Linked DNA regions of Sus scrofa: region 2 is linked to region 1. A link is a contact called in public Hi-C data. All regions are on one chromosome and are shown on one strand. Each heading gives the region's core, a stretch centred on a gene start, on an enhancer-like site or on the middle of the called end of the contact. The rest is flanking DNA. Distances are from core to core; before and after follow the strand shown. Region 1 overlaps LOC100517129 (nuclear body protein SP140-like protein). Region 2 has its middle 81 kb from the start of CAB39.

Evidence for each region. Hi-C and Micro-C count contacts between places; a contact is called where the count stands out from the background.
Region 2: a contact with region 1 is called in a Hi-C map of fetal liver, with 2.8 times the contacts expected there. The contact joins two enhancer-like sites. A contact is called at or near these places in 2 of 47 Hi-C or Micro-C datasets (epiblast stem cells and fetal liver) and 1 of 2 datasets of contacts at active chromatin or transcription factors (alveolar macrophages).

The regions. Positions count from the first base shown.
Region 1 is chr15:131,336,303-131,339,130 of Sscrofa11.1, reverse strand. LOC100517129 (nuclear body protein SP140-like protein) reads right to left here. Exons shown (of 20, transcript XM_021075666.1): 8 at 741-794; 9 at 50-133. Among named protein-coding and RNA genes, the nearest start is that of SP110, 110 kb to the right of the region's middle. Within about 2 kb of position 1,455, at least 1 of the 83 cell types and tissues checked has an H3K27ac peak or open chromatin away from gene starts, as enhancers often do. A contact at or near this core is called in fetal liver, where this site is marked.
Region 2 is chr15:131,410,579-131,413,385 of Sscrofa11.1, reverse strand. No RefSeq gene overlaps it. Among named protein-coding and RNA genes, the nearest start is that of CAB39, 81 kb to the left of the region's middle. Within about 2 kb of position 1,550, at least 54 of the 83 cell types and tissues checked have an H3K27ac peak or open chromatin away from gene starts, as enhancers often do. A contact at or near this core is called in fetal liver, where this site is marked.

The DNA.
Region 1 (2,828 bases), core at 206-2,705:
GATTCCTGACATTCTGCAGGCCAAGGCTTGGCATCCTACTCTTCTTTACCTGACCCATTTTCTAGGAATGAAGTGTATGGTTTCCGAGATGCACCTTCATCACTCAATTCTGAAGAGTCACTAGAGGCCATCCCTGCAGAAAGAAAGAAACTTCCTTTACAGTCTCAGTCTGTGAACTAGGGCCAATACAGCATGGAATTCTTTAAAAGGAAACCTGGAAAAGGGAAGCTCATGTAGGGAGGGTAGGAATCCTTCTGCCACCAGGCAACCCTAATGGCTCTATCTAACCTGTTGGTCAACGTTGCTCTGGGAACCACACCCAGGGTTGGGACTGGACACCACTTTGCCATGGAAGGCACTCCCTTTGGTCACCATTTCTTACCCCTTCCTCTAATCTGCACATACTTCTGCCTCCACTCTGTTTCTTATCCAGGGGGACCATGGAAGCAACTTTTTCAAGATGTCAGAGCCTCCCTCAGCTGGGCCCCCGATAAGCACCCCTCCACCCTGGGAGCTACTTTATCCTCTTATGTGACAGAATATTACACTGTGACATTGAACTTTTGAGGACAATGTATTGCAACAATTAGGCCAGCCCCCTAATTCAAAATGAATCATGCAAATCTTCTGAAACACCAAGAAATTATTCTTTTGTTTTAAAGGCTATAACCAAAAAAGACCAATGAAGGTTTCGTAGCAAAGAAAGATATATGAAACATCAAGAGTTTCATTGTTCTTACGTCTTTTCCTGTTGCTTGGTCCATAAAAAGCTTTGTTTTCAGTATTTGGAAGATCTAGGAAGTAAAGGAAAATACAACCGTTAATCCATGACTAAAAGAGCTGTAGATCTTCTGACTGCTCATATTGCAGACAGGATTTAGACTATAAAGATGCAATGACGATCATTTGCTAAGAGCCCAGACTGTTAGTTCTTCCTCTTCCAGTAACTTTCCACATGTGATATATAAAATGGCCTTAAATATTTATGTGGTAGTGCTCTCATCTATGAGATGGGTTAAGTCTGAGCTGTGGTGTAGGTGACATATATGGCTCAGATCCCACATTGCTGTGGCTGTGGTGTAGGCCAGCAGCTGCAGCTTCAATTCCACCCCTAGCCTGGAAACCTCCATATGCTGTAGGTATGGCCCTAAAAAGAAAAAAAAAAGTGTCATTTTACTAGCACATTTTTGCTACATTTTAAGTACATCAATTGATGGGGTTCATCTAATTAAACAACAGTTTATATATAATGTCTTCTTGCCCCTTTTGTTTCCTAACAGGGCCAGAGAGAGAAGTTACATGTGGAAAATGACATCCTAGAAGTAACAGAACCAAGGCATCCGAGGGATGCTCAGAATAAGATTCATCAGGCAAACAAAGCTCTGAATTTATACTGTGGATATCTGTCACGCTGGGCTGCAATCCTTATCTGCTCACATAAGCCATCTGGGCCCATGAGCAGATAGCTCCTTGGACCTCCCCTCTCTCACTTGAATCTAAAGAGTCAGGGTTATTAGTAACTGCATTAAAGAAGAGGATTCTTGAGGGACCTGTGTATGTGACCAAGGAACCCATTCATCAGGAAATTTTATAAGAAAATCTGGAAAACTGAATCCAGCCCACCCTGGCTGCCTTTCTAAGTCACCTGCTTTGTAGGTTGGTGATACTCCATTCCCTGTTCCCAGAGCAGAGACAAATGTAAGGGGCAACTTGCTCTGATTGAACCTTACCCATCCCTTCTATTTCTTCCACTTCCTACTCCTTCTACTGTCTTTTCATACTTCCTTCATCTGCTGTACCTCCTGGGGGGAGACTTTGGAAACCTAGAGTTGAAGACTAGGAGCCTTTTCTCCCCCCACCAGCTTGGTACCTTGAACTGTTTGCAAGCCCGGAAAACGATCTTCTCAGGTGACTAATCCATATGTTTTGGGACTATCTTCCAGAGCAGTTTGCCTACTAGTACTAAGACAAAAATAGAAGGTGTGCTCTCTAAAAACTGAAGCAAATTTACATTTTACTTTGATAAACATAGTGAGCAATGACACTGAATGCATTACATAAAATATTGCTCTTTTGTAGTGTTATGCGCAGGTAAGCTTTTCATTTATTCTTAGGAACAATCATTTTCATTTGCGCCTAGTGTGTTTCCTTAAATGGACATGTTTCTAATATCCTCTGGGTCTAGTAAGTAGAAAGGGAAAAAAATCATCTATTTGTGCACTAAAGAACTACAGAATTTATGACAACTCATGATACCCACAGGATTGAGGAAACACAATGTTTTGATAATCATTTTGAGCTCCAATTTTACCAAGGAAATCATGCAGAATCCAGGATGCTAATTTTGTCTTTCTTTTTGTCTCTAGAGACTTTATAGAAGACTTTAAACATTTATGAGTTTATGTTTTCTCATCTAGAAACCAAAGTTACAATGTCCGTCCTGCCTGCCTCTTATGGTTTCTATAGAAGACACAATAATATGTTCAAAAAGGTCCTGTGAAAAATTGTGTAAATGCCATGGTTTGCTGAAAAATTCTATCTACAACAATATTTAGATTTCAGAATACCTATCTGAAGTCTCTATTTCTGCTTATACTAGCCAGCTGGATAAGTTATCTAATGGACATGACTCAAGTTTGTGATCAGATGATGATATGACATTTCAACATAGGAATACAGCTGACCCTTGAACAATATGAGTGTGAACTGCTCAGATTCACCTTAAACTCAGATTTTTTTTTTTCAATAGTGACTACTTCAGCACTAAATGACCCATGGTTGATTGAATCCATGGATGCAGAACTGCAGATATGGAAGGGTGACTTGTA
Region 2 (2,807 bases), core at 301-2,800, 74 kb before region 1:
GACATGAAGTTCTTTTGCTTATGGAGGCTGATTTCCTGTTCACAAGGCCAGGAAACTCTTAACTGCAGGCATGTTGCACCTGCTGCTGATGCTTGCTGGCTCCTGGCAGATGCTCTATGTAGATACGATTTTCTGGGACGGGAGCCGTGACATCATCTTAGTTATGGCTGCTGGTTTGAGAAGACCCACTCTGTTTTCTGGGTGGGGCTCCTCAGGAACGCACAGAGAGTTTGGTTGTGCCAACTGCACATTGCACAGAGCGTTCCCATTAGTTAAGGAGGCCCCTCCTTATGTCCCCTTTGGTGTGAGGCCTCTTCTCCACCACACATCTCCTCCAGAGCAATGGTCATATGCTGTGCATTAGCTCGTGCTAGATAACACAAGGCTGCAAGGATGAAGAACCCCCAACACTCCCCCCGCAAGGTGGTATCCAGTTACAATAATCCATTTCATGTCTCCTCTTAAAAGACAACCATCAGCTGTGGTTCGGTTTACCTTAATCCCCAGATTTTTCTTCTTTGTTCAAGCCACCACTGAGACTCCACTTGCAGGAAGCATTCACGGAGTAGAAAATCTGCAGGGTAAGCCAGTGGAAGTCAACAGGTTCTGAGGTGGCCTCAGATGCAGGTGGAGGTGGTCAAAGGAGTTCCATCTCATTCCTCTTCGTCTTCACACCCCCAGCCCCCCCAGTTCACCCCATGAGTCAACCAAGGGGAGCTTGGTTCAGAGCATTCCCAGCCTAAAGGGAAATCCAGAAGGCAGAGATGCCCGGTTCTTAAGGTCTCTTAGGCCCAAAGAAGGTCTCAGGGACCTAGGAAGATAGCTCAGAAAGCGAGTGGAAAAGAATCAAAGACACAGGGCATCCTCATAATTTGAACTAAAACTTCTTCGTCTAGGTCATAAATACACTTACAGGCACATCAACTGCTTCAAACAGGAAAACTATCTCATGCACTAATTCCTTACATTTATTTCACTCGCTCTTACCTAGAAGGGAAGAATGCCACCTCTAATCTTGATTTTGAGCTATGTGGTTAGATGGTTAAGAAATGAGTTCTTCGCTTCCAGAACAGACAGTAAGATGAATTAGGAGAGGAAAAGGTATTTCTGAAGAGGAATGTGCAATAGCAACATTCAGCCACCAGAGGGCACTGTAGACCCTCTGGAGGTTCTGGAAAGAGCGACACGGTGTATTGAGAAAAGACGGTAAAATGCAAATTTAAGTAAAGTTTCATTTGCTAAAATTAGAGTGAAAAATGGAAATGTCTCGGGTAGTAGAGGCTTTCCTTTCATTCTGTTCTGTGTGCTCCTGCTGAAAACTGACGTCGGCTAAGGCTGCAGCAGGTTTCTGGAGGACCCCCGGACCTCAGGTCGCTGATTGGGGGGGGGGGGGGCTTGTGGGGGAGGGACTTAGGGAATAGACGGCTGGCGAGGGCAGCAGGGGTGGAGGGAGGCATTTGAAAGGGCTCCAGGCAGCGGTTGTTTACCAACTGAGCTGAAAGCCTATTTGATTCTGTGTATTGCTTTAGTGGAACGTGTTGGCTGACTTCTGCCCTAGAAGGGGGAAGGGTGCTCTGGGAAAGCGAGTGGGTGGCTCCCCGGGGGCTGAAATTGTGCCAGCAGCTGACTTCCAGTAATGGAGCTTGTGCAAGAAGTAGACAGAGCGAGTCCAGGGCTGGCGGCGGAGCGCCCGTTTCCCTGCCAGTGTTTGCTGGGAGATAACCTGCTCCTGCCTGACATTTGATTATCCAAGCCCTGCTTTGGTGGCTTATCCTGTGTATGACCCGGGAACTGACTAGATCAGATCAGGGTTTCTTTTTTGGGGGAAAAGAACGAGGTGCAAGGGACAGGACTTCCTCCTCGTCTTGAATTTCTTCACTTTTTGTTTTCTATTGAACCATTCAACTGGCCATACCTAGTTCACCCCTGGGTGCACTGGAATTTAGGGAGAAGAGCAGCGGACCCCTGGCAAGCTTGTTTTAAGCTGACACCCAGTGCATTCTGCCCCTGCTTGTTTGTAGGTAGTTGAAACCAGCAGAATAAAAGGCTCAGACGTGACTCTGAGAAGTTTCTGATATTTGCCATGACCATCTGTAAGATCTCACTCTTCACCAGGCTGAGAATTTAAACCCCTTCTTCCATTTATTTTTCTGTCCCCAAATATGCTCAGCTCTAGTGTCCTGGGTCTCCAGACAGCGCCATGTTACAACTTAGTTGGAATAATTAACACAAAGCTCCAGATTCAAATAATATGAGCCCCTTCCAATGAATATTTTTAAAATGGTGGTAAAATGTATACAACAATATTTATCATTTTAACCATTTGTAAGAGGATAATTTAGTGATAAGAAATACTTTCACAATGTTGCAAAACCATTGTTGTTGTCTATTTCCAAAACTTTTGGTCATCCCCAACCTCTGAAACAGTAACTCTCAGTTCCCTGCACCTCCACCACCAGCTCCCATAACTTATATGCTACTTTTTGTTTCTATGAATTTACCTATTCTCTGTTTCTCATATATTTAGAATTATATATTTGTCCTATGTTTGGATTGTTTCACTTAGCATAATGCTTTCACAGTCCATCAGTGTGGCAACATATATGAACATTTTTATACTTTTTAATGGCTGAATAATGTTCCATTGTATGTATTCACATTTTGTTTATCCATTCATATGTTGTTGGGCATTTGGGTTGTTTCCACTTTTTGGCTCTTGTGATAATGCTGCTTATAAATACTGGTATAGACAATAGCAATGTTTCCAATTCTTTGATTCCCTTCTTCTTCTTTCTTTTTGGATGCAC